Regions from separate parts of the Rattus norvegicus genome. Here region 1 is linked to region 2. A link is a contact called in public Hi-C data. All regions are on one chromosome and are shown on one strand. The core of a region is the stretch at or near the end of the contact, and the rest is flanking DNA. Distances in the headings are between cores, read along the strand shown.

Region 1 (5,733 bases), core at 259-2,758, 310 kb after region 2:
GTTTTTTTCACACTCTTTTACTGAATTGTGCCATATGAATTTTGTTTCTTTCGTTAGGGCAAAGATGTTACCTATTTCATCCAGTCGTCTAGCCTCTTTACTTGCCATTGTGCCTAGCATATTGTAATGGTGATAATTATAATAATTATAAGCCGTCGAGAAGGTCAACAGCTATGGGTGCTTGCTGAGCAAGCCTGACAACTTGGTTTGACCCCTGGAACCCACATAAAGGTGGAAAGAGAGAACTGACTCCACAAAATGCTTGTCTGACTTCCATAGCCACGCCATGGTGTGAGTGCCCAGGAATACACCATTCACACACACAATAATTTCAAAACCTAAAATCCAAGTTCTAGTAATGAGGGTAATAACAACCAAGGTGAGAATTTGCCTCCACACTGTCCTCTGTGCTGTTGTTCTATTAGCTCGGGCTGTCTACCCGTCCCCTCTGTAGGGTGTATTTGTCAGTTACATGGTGTACGTGGACAAAGAGACACAAGAAGAGACCAAATTATCTGCCTGTGATGGGTGCCCAGCTTGTAGTTTAAATAGAGGTGTCTGCCTGGGAGCTCAAATGTTTAGCAACTAGACAGCACCATGCTCCTTACTTTAGATAGCGTGGTAACTTTGGTGTTACCATCACTCTAGGAACTGGATTCATTGGAAGCAGACACTGCAGACTAGACAGAGGAGACTACGTTTCTCTAGTGCCCTGAGGGTGCTCCTAGCACAGCAAATAACGCACAAGTGTGCGAACTTGGTATTCGAGAAAGAGAAAGGTAAGGCTGTGCACCCAGGTGGAAAAAACCGAGGAGAGCACGGGACACGTGTAGCAGCTGACAGAAGTGCAGGATTCCAAAGAAACAGAAGCACTGTGTCTCAAGGAAATCTGGGGGTAGATTCTTTAGTGCAGTCTTGTCTCTGAGTAAGACTGGGCTATGGAAAGATCCAGACTTGACTCTGGTTTGGCAGGCAGTTAGTGAGGCTATGGTTGTTACGGCCTCTGCCTGTCTTTGGAATTCCTGGGGAAAGAAGAAAGCATAAATGGCTAGACCCAAGCTTGAAGGCAGCTGCAGCCAAAAATTCTGGTCAAAATTCCTCCTGGTTTGGATTTGGGGATCCGTGTGTTCACGAAATGACAAAGAGGAAAAGAGGAGGCAAGGGATGCAGCGACATAGAAATGGGAACAGGAGAATGTGAGAGGGGCTCCCAGCTGTCTGATTTGTGTGGTGTGATCCCTGACATGGCTCCGGCTCGGCGGGATTTATGTGGCTTCATTAATCACACTTTCTTTTGAAATGGTATTTTCTGCCTTGGAGCCTTTGAACATTGACATCCAAACACAATATATTCCTTTAAAATCACCTCTGGATAAAGACAACCTGTGGAGGTAATTTCCCCAGCTCCTAGGTGGGGTCTGTTTGGTTCTTAGATCTTGATGTAATGTGTGAAATTGGCCCCTCCCTGCCCAGACAGAAAGGAGTTCCTTGTCTCTGATCCACAACAAGCAGTGCCATCTAGTGGCAGTCTGCTTTTATCCTGGATAATGAGAAAAGGGCCTTCCAGCTCAGCAAGCGTTCCCAGGACTTGGAAAAAGCACCTACTTTTGCCATGCGGTTACACGACAGAGACAAGAGTGTCATAGAACTGCCACCAATCAAAGTCACTGAGTCCAGGGTAAGCCTTTTGTCGATGGGTTGTCAGCTTTTGAGGTCTGGGAAGTCCACACAAACCACACAGAACAGAGTTTCTTGGGAGGGGGAGGAGGGCAAGAGGGAGCATTCTTCCCAACTACATTTCGTCTTGTCTAACTTTAAAACTGCTCCTTGTTTGCTGATGAGCAAACCATAAAGAGGTCGTGTCTGAAGCCAAGCAGTGGAAGTAGCAGAGATGGGGCTAACCCAGGTCTCTCTACGCGTGCTTTCTGAATCTGCTTCTGTTGGAATTTCCCTTCCTGGAGGCCAACACCCCCAAATCTCCCACAGACTGTCAGCAACTGAATTATCAGTCCCACCTTAGAAGAACTGGGGGCCCTGTTAGGGTTTTTAGACTATGGTTCCCGTGGCTGAGATGCTGAGGGAGAAGTGGCCCAGGCTTTACTTCTCATTGCCCTTATCCTTGAGATTGAAGCACAACAGTTTGCTAGCCTTTTGCAAAGCCAACTGCTTCTCCTGGGGCGCCACACCTTAGGGCATCCTCGGGGCACCTGAGAAACAACCTTCTTGCTTCAGCACTGCTCCTTAAAAGTGAACTCTAGCTCGTCAGATCCTGTCTTAACAAATCATTTCCTATGGATCGGTGAGCTTTCATTGTGGAAAAATAAGTTTAAAATATAGTCTTCGTAACTGGAGAATAGAGAGTGGCTGAAAACAAGAAACTACATTTTTTTTAAAAGAAAAGTAGCTGATTTACTCGGGGTTGTTCAGAGTGTGACTTGGTCAGACAAATAAATGGAGATTTTCTTTGTTTCTGAAAGTTGACTGAAGTAGAAACAAAAATGTCATCCAGGGCTATAAAGCCTCTTCAGTGCAAGGCATCAACCATGGGCCCCAATGAAATAGCTCTGCTCCATTGTACGGCAGAAAGCAAGAGAGGAAGAATGTCTGGTTACAGCTGGCGGTAATGAAGTGAGGGTATGCAGCTCTGGATCTTTAACTGGTAGGTAACCGTATCGTGTTGTTTGAACAACCTTTAACAGACCACACAGACAGGCCAATGTGAGGGACATGAAGGTCTAGGTTACAGAGCAAATGAATATATATTTGGTCACAACTACTGGCCAAAGACACAGAAAATAAGAGAGTGCAGGATATTCAGCCCTCTAGTTATCATATCTTACACGTCCCTCTCCAAGGCCCAGGAATCATTGAGGAAGAAGGGCCGGAAAGAGTGTAGGAGTCAGAGGCAGTGGATGCTACAAGGACACATCAGGACAGCCGCACATTTAGACTTGCTGAGGTTGTGACGTCACACATAAGACCTCGGCCAGTCCAAGACACATTGAATGCCAGCACAGAGAGGTGAGTTAGGCATGAAATCCCACCCCTAGTCAAGAAGCTATTGGCAAGTCAGGGTTCTCCAAGAATATAACCCCCGATAAGACAACCACACTGTTCCAGCAAAGGTCACACATCTAAGAATAACTTGATATGTTAAAAAAAAACCAAAAAAGGCACATAGTTGGACGAACAGAGAAACAGGCTAGCTCTTGGAAGAGTAGAGGGTGGTAAATATGATTGCAGAACTAATAAAACATTTTCTAAAAGTCAGATTCACTGAAATCAAACAAAATAATCTCTTGCCATTGTAGTTGAGCCTCTTGAATATAGTAAAGAATGTCATTAATCTTAAAACTACAGAAAAAGAATGCCATTAATTAATAAAAACCATAGCCTTTGAAGTTACTGCTTCATGGTCATGGATTCAAGTCTCAAGCATTTCGTCAATGTTAAAAATTCATTTTCCATGAAATGACCTGTAGCTGACCTTTCAGAGAGGTGATTTTTAAAGCCTATATCACAATTACCTGTTTGTTCACTAGCAAACACTGCCTTTTTTTAAATGAAATATGAACTGTCCCTGGATGATGAAATATAGATATATAAACTTGAAGATAATAATGGGATCTGTTTTATATTTATAAAGTGCTTCCATAAAGTTAAAACAGGTAGTGTCTTCATGTTATTGTAATTAAAAACAAGAATTCATTTCCTCTCATAACTTGGGCTTTAATTTATTCTGGAAGCGAATTTGACATAAAATTGTTTTTAAGAATGAAAACTTGACACATTTTCACAACAGCAAGAAGGAACGCTAACGTCAACAAGCCGTTGATGAAAGCAACCATTGATTTCCATGGTGTTCCGTCATGGAAACCACATGAAGAGGCGAAAGCTGGGATTGCAAACGTGGGTTCAGATGCCGTCTCTCTGGGGATGCTGATTTGGGCTGCCCTTGGTTTTGGAGTGTACAGTGTCATGTTTTTTAAATTTCCGAAATCTGTGGTGAGGAGGCTTTTTCCAAGCAGAAGCTCAGTCTGGTTGTTCTACCAATAGGGGCCAGATGGTGCCTGAGGGCACTAAGTGATCTTAGAAGGATATGGGTAATGTTTCCATTGTGGCCCCACTAAGTGCTAGTGTTTACTCTCTCTCTCTCTCTCTCTCTCTCTCTCTCTCTCTATATATATATATATATATATATATATATATATATATATGTATGTATATATATATTTGTGTGTGTGTGTGTGTGTGTGTGTTAGGTTTTTTGGGGGGAGGGGTGTTTTGTTTGTTTGTTCCATGTTCGAGGATAGACAACTGGGCTCACTTAAGCAGGTTTCACGAACAGGGGGCGATCGTTGACTCCAAAAGGCCCCCTTCCGGTGAAGACAACGAAGTGGTGATTTGAAATGCTGTCCATTTAGACAACTGTTCTAATTGTGTATGGAGGCTCAAAGTCAGGACCAGGTTCACTGTAGTTTTAGCATTTCGCCATTATTTTCATTTACCTCAAGGCAACTGTGGTGATTTGAATGAGACATCCCGCAATTCTTTGGTGTTTGAAAAGACAGTACCCAGTTGGTAACCCTGTTTGGTTCTATCTAAAAGGGAAGCCTCACTGGGGTTGAGCTCTGTGGTTTCAAAGGTCAGGTGCCATTCCGTGCCAGCTGTCCCTGGTTTCTGATTTTGGTTCAGATTGGGAGGTCTCAGCCATTTCTATCTCTATTGCTACCATACTTTCCCGGTCATGGATGGGGTGGATTCTTCTCCCTCTGGAACCATAGGCCCCCAACTAAACGCTTTGTTCAATAAGTTGCCTTGTTCATGCTTTCTTATCGCAGCCGTAGGACAGTGATCAACACCAAGGTAAGCACGCTATTGGTGTGGGAGGCAAGCTCACAGGTTGGTGGAAATAGACAGACAGCCACTGGTGCTCCGCAGAGCAGGCAAACATGGTAGTGGCTCCAAGGCTGTCAGTTCTGCCCCTCTCCTTCCGAGACTGACCTCCTGGTGTGATAAAGGCTCTCCTTTGTCTATCTGATTGTCCCCATGACATAGCTGACAGATTTGACTGATGATCAGCCTATTTCAGCCTGTCCAGGATTTTTGAAAAGAAATGGAGGAGATCCTCCCATCCTCCCGCACCCCCCCCCCCGCCACCCTCCACTTCCCCCCACTCCCGCCACTGCAGTCAATTCTTACGATATAAAGAGCAGGGCCTGACACATCTCCAGCTACACAGAAGTAAGTTTCAGAGAATCACAGTAACATTCTGGAAGAAACATGAGCTGGGGCTAGCATGCTCTGGTTCTCCTCAATGGCTTGACCCGAGATAGTTTCTGAAGCTTCCTAAACTCTTTGTTCGGTTCACGCCTCTCTTTGTGCCCAGACTGGGTTTCTGTCGCTTGTAACCACAGAACTCTGATGAACTCAGGATGCATCCTCAGGTGAGCCATCCGTTGCACTTTCAGTCCCTTACTAAAATGTGAAGAACGCTGGCTGGGAGCTCCTGTTTTAGTAAAGAACTGCAGTATGCTTGAAGCAGCCTTGGTCCTGGCAGTAAGAAAAGGCAGTGCAGGCCTGAGGTAAAGGCTAGGCCAGGGCCTTCGGAGAAGAGGGCAAACGTGTGAGAACACTGGGAAGAAAGGAGGGATGCTAGGTCAGCAGGAGGAAGAAATTTCAGAGTGAAAAATGGTCTTGAAAGGGAGTCTTGGAGGAGATAATAAACACATTT
Region 2 (6,009 bases), core at 2,045-4,544:
TCAGATTAACACACTGCTTTTCCTTCAAGGAATATAGGTACTCTTTTAAGAAACTTGAGCAACACTAGGTAATACAGCGCAAAGATTTGGTAAGTTTATACAAAGTCTGCTGTATAGTTAAGGTAGCCATATCTTTAATAGATTGACGAGAGCATGAAGACCACAGAAAATGGTAATTTAGAAAAATTTGCTTTCAATTACTTTGCACTAGTTTCAACTTTATTAATAAATTACTAACATGCTGGTTTTGATATCTCTTCCAAAACATGTAGGAAGGTATTTCCTCTGCTAAAGAAAAAAAATATCTGAAACAATTAGGCTCAGGCATGTTAGTTAAGTCTAGGTATACTACTATGTTGCATTTGAACTAATTGCTTGCTTTCTGGTGAAGAACTCATATCAGTGGACAGAATAAATAGGCAAGCTTCAGGTTGAATCTATTAATATATTAGAGCAAAGACGACAGCGTCTGATCAATAGCACTCACAGAGCATGAGTAATTTGCTATACCCTGGTCTGTGTGATTGACCTACCTTAGACTTTTCATCCTAATGGCAAACATTCATGCCTAGTTTATGGAGGAGGAGACTGAAGCCTGAACTCTTGCCCAACTGTACACAGAAGCAGCCCAGGCAGCAGAAGCCCAGGTCTTAGCCACAGGATTAGAGTCCTGGAATCTAAATGCTTCCCGGTACTCTTTACTTTAGCTTTCTCTGTGAAAAACATTTCAACTTCATGTCCCTGTATTTCTACTGCAGGTGAATTTTACATGCCATCCCATGGTGTATCAGGTGAATTTTACATGCCATCCCATGGTGTATCAGGTGAATTTTACATGCCATCCCATGGTGTATCAGGTGAATTTTACATGCCATCCCATGGTGTATCAGGTGAATTTTACATGCCATCCCATGGTGTATCAGGTGAATTTTACATGCCATCCCATGGTGTATCAGGTGAATTTTACATGCCATCCCATGGTGTATCAGGTGAATTTTACATGCCATCCAATGGTGTACAGCTGACACTTGCATCCATTAGAACTCCCGAACAAGAATAATTCTTGAGTCCAATGTCCACATTCGTAACTGTGATTTATTTATGCAACGCTAGCTGTTTTCCAGCTGACAGTAATACCATCTTTGTTTAATGTATGTGCAGATGTGGATGTATGACTGTAATTTGCTTTCGAGCCCCCTTTTACCAGGGGCCAAAGTGAAAGTGAAATATACTGCGTGCTGTATACAGGTCCTGGATTTCTTTGATTTATTTTTCCCATTTTTAATGATTGTTATCACCATCCGAATGATCCTATTTGCATGCAAGATGATTTCTAATGATGATAACTATTTGTAATAGTCTACACCAGAAAGATCCCCAGCTAGCTCTTACCTGCTTTGCAAAGGACCCCAGGGGGCTCTCTGGGAAACACCAAATATCATAAACTGCAGGTGGCTTGTAGAATGAGTCTAACTGCAAGCAATAGCACTTCATAGTAATGAAAGAGAAATGTATTTATTTCTTAACTAAGTAGGTAAATGGCCTTTTTTATTGTTAATCCTTGGGGAGCCACACTTAGGAAAATAACATCAAACGGAGGTTGTCAAACCTCGCTGGTTTATATTCGACTGTTTCAGATGGCTTTGCTTCTGGGCTATGCTGGATTGAAGGTTCACTTTCACATGCACAAGTGAAAGTATTTTCCAAGTTTTTTTTTTTTTTTTGTTCTTTTTTTTCGGAGCTGGGGACCGAACCCAGGGCCTTGAGCTTCCTAGGCAAGCGCTCTACCACTGAGCTAAATCCCCAACCCCAGTTTTTTTTTTTTTTTTTAAAGATATCATATATTAGAGAAGTTCTTAATCTGAGAGAGACTTCACAGAATATTGCCTTCACACGCGAACACTGCAGCTGTACAGGAACCTAGATCATCGCCACCCTCTGTTCTTCTACTAGGGAGGTCTACACATGAGGCTAGAAGGCCCTCCAACAAGGGAACCTGGGCACTTAAAAAGTCACAACATTTACTCGCTTACAACAGTTAAATGTAGATAGGATTTAAGAGGAAATTCTTCCCCTCAATCAGCAAATTAAAAGCATATTTTAAAAGCAATTTGATTTGATCTTGCTCATATTTTAGAGCTATAAACCTATGGTAGAAAATAATGAAGATTATTAATTATAGGACATACACGTGTATATATATATATATATATACACACACACACACACACACACTTATGAAGCTATGGGATGTTATTGCCAATTAAAAATATAAAGACACGGGGTTGGGGATTTAGCTCAGTGGTAGAGAGCTTGCCTAGCAAGCGCAAGGCCCTGGGTTTGGTCCCCAGCTCCAAAAAAACGAAAAGGAAAAAAAAAATATAAAGACACACAGGCCAACTGTAGTCATTTCCGTCCGTCCTCCCATACCATGGCATAGGGAAGCCCACATGTTGATTCTCAGCCTTCCTCTGGTCTGTATTCCTCTCCACCCCTGGGCTTCTTTTCAATGCTATTGTTACAAGGGTTACTGCTCCTCTTATTTGCATAAGTGATTCTTCAACTACAGACATTTCCCTGCAAAAAAAAAAAAAAAAAAAAAAAAAAAAAAAGTCCTCCGAAATAGTGCCTTTCACACAGAGGATCGCCAAAGGCATATTAAGTGAAAGAGAGTTGGTATAACAGCCAGGAGACTTTCTCACAAATGATTTCTCTTAAAAAGCAAACACTAGTATTATCTGTACAGTTTTGCTTCTAAAGGAGAGGACTTGTTTACAACAGAATTCTGAAGAGTAAGATGAAAAGAAGTTAAGAATTGTATTTAGGATGTTGGGCCTTTCACTGTGTTCGCATATGCAGGGAACTCCTACAATGAAGTAAATGAGGGAGAGAAAACTCACTTTCTATACTTTCTGATATGCTACAGAAATATTATTATTATTCACTATGTGGAAATTCAACAGGCTTTTGCCTTTACTTCTGTAACATTTCCTATAACATATATTCATTTCTAAGCTCTATTATTTAAATGCGACCCAATTCCCAATATACCTATTTCCAGCTCCTAGGTCACAACAATGAAGTAATGTGTGGGCTGCAATGGAGCTGACTTCCTCAGCAGAGAATGTGCGTGTTTACACGGTGCTTTGCATAAACCATCTTCAAACAAGGTCAGCATTTAGCACACTTCCTTTAGCTGCAAAGGGTTAACCAGTAAGGTTTGCATTTGAGAATGTTCTGAATCCTGCTCCTCCCTCTCTGGCTCTGCTGCCAAAAACCATCTGACAGGAAACGGAAGATTAAGTTTGTCCTACCTAGGCGAACAAAGACTGCTCTGAACAGGCTACCACTTTACTGCAGAGGGGGAACTTTTCTAATCCCACTGGCATCTGCAGTGCTGCTCTGAAAATAACATGGAGAAAGTTGTTCTCTTTCCTCTAACATCTTGTCCCTGGATCATCTCGTTTTGGTCACACTGTCCATCCAGAAAGGTTGACGGCAAAGCTCCAGACATAATCATGTGGAAAATGGACATTATTGATTCCTATGGCCCATTGTTCCCCCATGCTAAGTCCCTGAAGTTCAAGTTCAATCTGGAATTACATCATGTCTGGTTTCTCCTGGTTACCAGACGGCTTGAGACGTGACCACAGCTACAGAAAAAACAAACAGCCTTCTTCACGCTTCGGCTCCCCTATCGATTCAAACGTAAACTTTTTTTCTTTCTCTCAAGTATGCTTCAAGTATGGAGCATGGTTAATTTAGAGATTAAGCTCCAAATTAGATTATCTAATGGCATCTTAATGGAGTGCTGACCCATTTCCTGTGGGATGGCAGCATGCAAGTCTGGCTGGAATACAATTAATTTCTTAGGAAGTGTTCTGAAGAGTTTGTCTAGATAAAAAAGGAAACGTCCAGTTGGACAAATCTTTCTTTACAAATGGAGAAAGGTAGGTGAAAATTACACAGCTCTCAATGGCCAGATCGGGAGACACTGTGTGTTTGTTAAAAGCCATTTCGGATAATTTTAATAAAATGCTAACAACTTTAGGTTTTCTCTCCTGACAGGTGTCAAGTGACACTGATAAGAAGAGAAAGTCACTGCTTTCAAGAGACTGTTCAAAGTAACAGCAGCTAACCTGTTACCAAACACTGCCCTGCGCACCTTCCGATCTTGTCATTTTCAGCCTTGAACCAAAGACTCACCTATTTCTGTTAGTCCGGAGCAGTGCAAGGGCCCCAGAATGAGGACAAAAATCTGAACACTTTAGAGCTAACAGCTGAAAAGAAGATTCGGAGATGGAAATCTAGCTCTCCCCAGGAACTGCAGGGACAACCCAGCTGCCGGGACTGCAGGTTTGTGTCAGAATAAGAAATCCGGAGCAGAAGACTGAACCCGCAGTGAATGTGATTGTTGGGGGGAGGGCGGTAATGGGGAGAGGATGGGGAGGGGAACACCCATAAGGAAGGGGAGGGGGATGTTGGCCCCGGGAACCGGGAAAGGGAATAACATTCGAAATGTAAATAAGAAATATTCAAGTTAATAAAGAAAAAATGAAAAAGAAAAAAAAAAAAAGAAATCCTGAGCAGGAAATGCTAACCTAGGAGATGTGCAGAGATGGTCCCAATAATACTGATGTAAAAAGTAACTTAATTCTATAGGAACAGGACTGTGCACACACATGCCACTTATCTGTGTACGTAAACATACATATGTGAATGCAGGTTGCAACCTACTGAAAACTCTCCGTAAGTTTTTGGATTTTGGTCTTTTGAAAGAGAACATACATTTTATAAAGAAAGCAGTGTTTCACAATAACTACTGAGCATGAAATGCACACGGCTGCCCCTGCGCTTTACCCTCCTCCTGACCAGTCAGATCCAAATAACCTTTACTGGCTGCTAAACTTCTCTTGGGAAATCAAGCAACTCTCTGGAATTGCAGTAATAAACGACAATTTCTTACAAAAACATGTGTAAAGTAATGACAGGATGAAGCATTCAACTGAGAGGGGAACTGGGAACACACGTAACATGGTAACATGGAAAACCACTGGTAAAAGTCTCTTTGCCGTTCACTTGTGGCATAAGCAGGAAAAAACCTTCCAATTATTTCAGTAAAATCTTCATTTATTCATTATTCCAGGGGCTGAGCAAATGGTTTGTGTAAACATGGCCTTCAGTAACACGCTCCTGTTTACTTTAGCCATCTGAAGGCTTCTTCTGTTTATATAAGCCATCGGACACATACAACCACCCACTTCACCCAAAGGGGTGAAGGGCGAGGAGGGAAAATGAAACGATAAATCCAGTTTCTCTTTAGCATAAATCACCCATCCAGGGTTTTAAAGTAACTTCTGCTTATGTTACTCTTAGATTGTCCTTTAGCTTTCTTTTACACTCAATTACACTGGCCCTGGATCTGAAAGTGCAAGCAAGAGTCAGGCTAGGGGCTAAAGAGAGCAAGTGATGGCTCTCTGTTTGCACCCACAAAACTCACTTGTGCAAAAACAACAGGGCTTGAGCATGGAGGAGGACAAAGGACAAACACTGCAGTGCCCGGCTGGAGCGATCCAGCCCCTGTCAACCTCCTAGAAGGTGAAGCCACCTGTGTGGAAGCAGACCTCCAGCTTTTGACTGTCTACCCTAGCAACTAAGCGTTTGCTTAGCAGGAAATTCCACTTAGCGCATACACACACACACACACACACACACACACACACACACACACACACAGAGAGAGAGAGAGAGAGAGAGAGAGAGAGAGAGAGAGAGAGAGAGAGAGAAGGAGGGAGGGAGGGAGAGGGAGAGGGAGGGAGAGGGAGGGAGAGGGAGGGAGAGAGGGAGAGAGAGGGAGAGAGAGGGAGAGAGAGGGAGAGAGAGGGAGAGAGAGGGAGAGGGAGAGGGAGAGGGAGAGAGAGAGAGAGAGAGAGAGAGAGAGGGAGAGAGAGAGGGAGAGGGAGAGAGAGGAAGAGAGAGGGAGAGAGGGAGAGAGACTGGCTCATTAAT

Evidence for each region. Hi-C and Micro-C count contacts between places; a contact is called where the count stands out from the background.
Region 1: a Hi-C map of psoas muscle shows a contact between it and region 2, with 2.2 times the contacts expected there. The contact joins two enhancer-like sites. A contact is called at or near these places in 2 of 12 Hi-C or Micro-C datasets (the A7r5 cell line and psoas muscle).

What each region holds. Positions count from the first base shown.
Region 1 is chr5:102,126,288-102,132,020 of GRCr8, forward strand. No RefSeq gene overlaps it. Among named protein-coding and RNA genes, the nearest start is that of Trnah-gug10, 4.1 kb to the right of the region's middle. Within about 2 kb of position 1,509, at least 8 of the 93 cell types and tissues checked have an H3K27ac peak or open chromatin away from gene starts, as enhancers often do.
Region 2 is chr5:101,816,322-101,822,330 of GRCr8, forward strand. All of the region lies in intron 11 of Nfib (nuclear factor I/B), which reads right to left. Among named protein-coding and RNA genes, the nearest start is that of Nfib, 200 kb to the right of the region's middle. Within about 2 kb of position 3,295, at least 23 of the 93 cell types and tissues checked have an H3K27ac peak or open chromatin away from gene starts, as enhancers often do.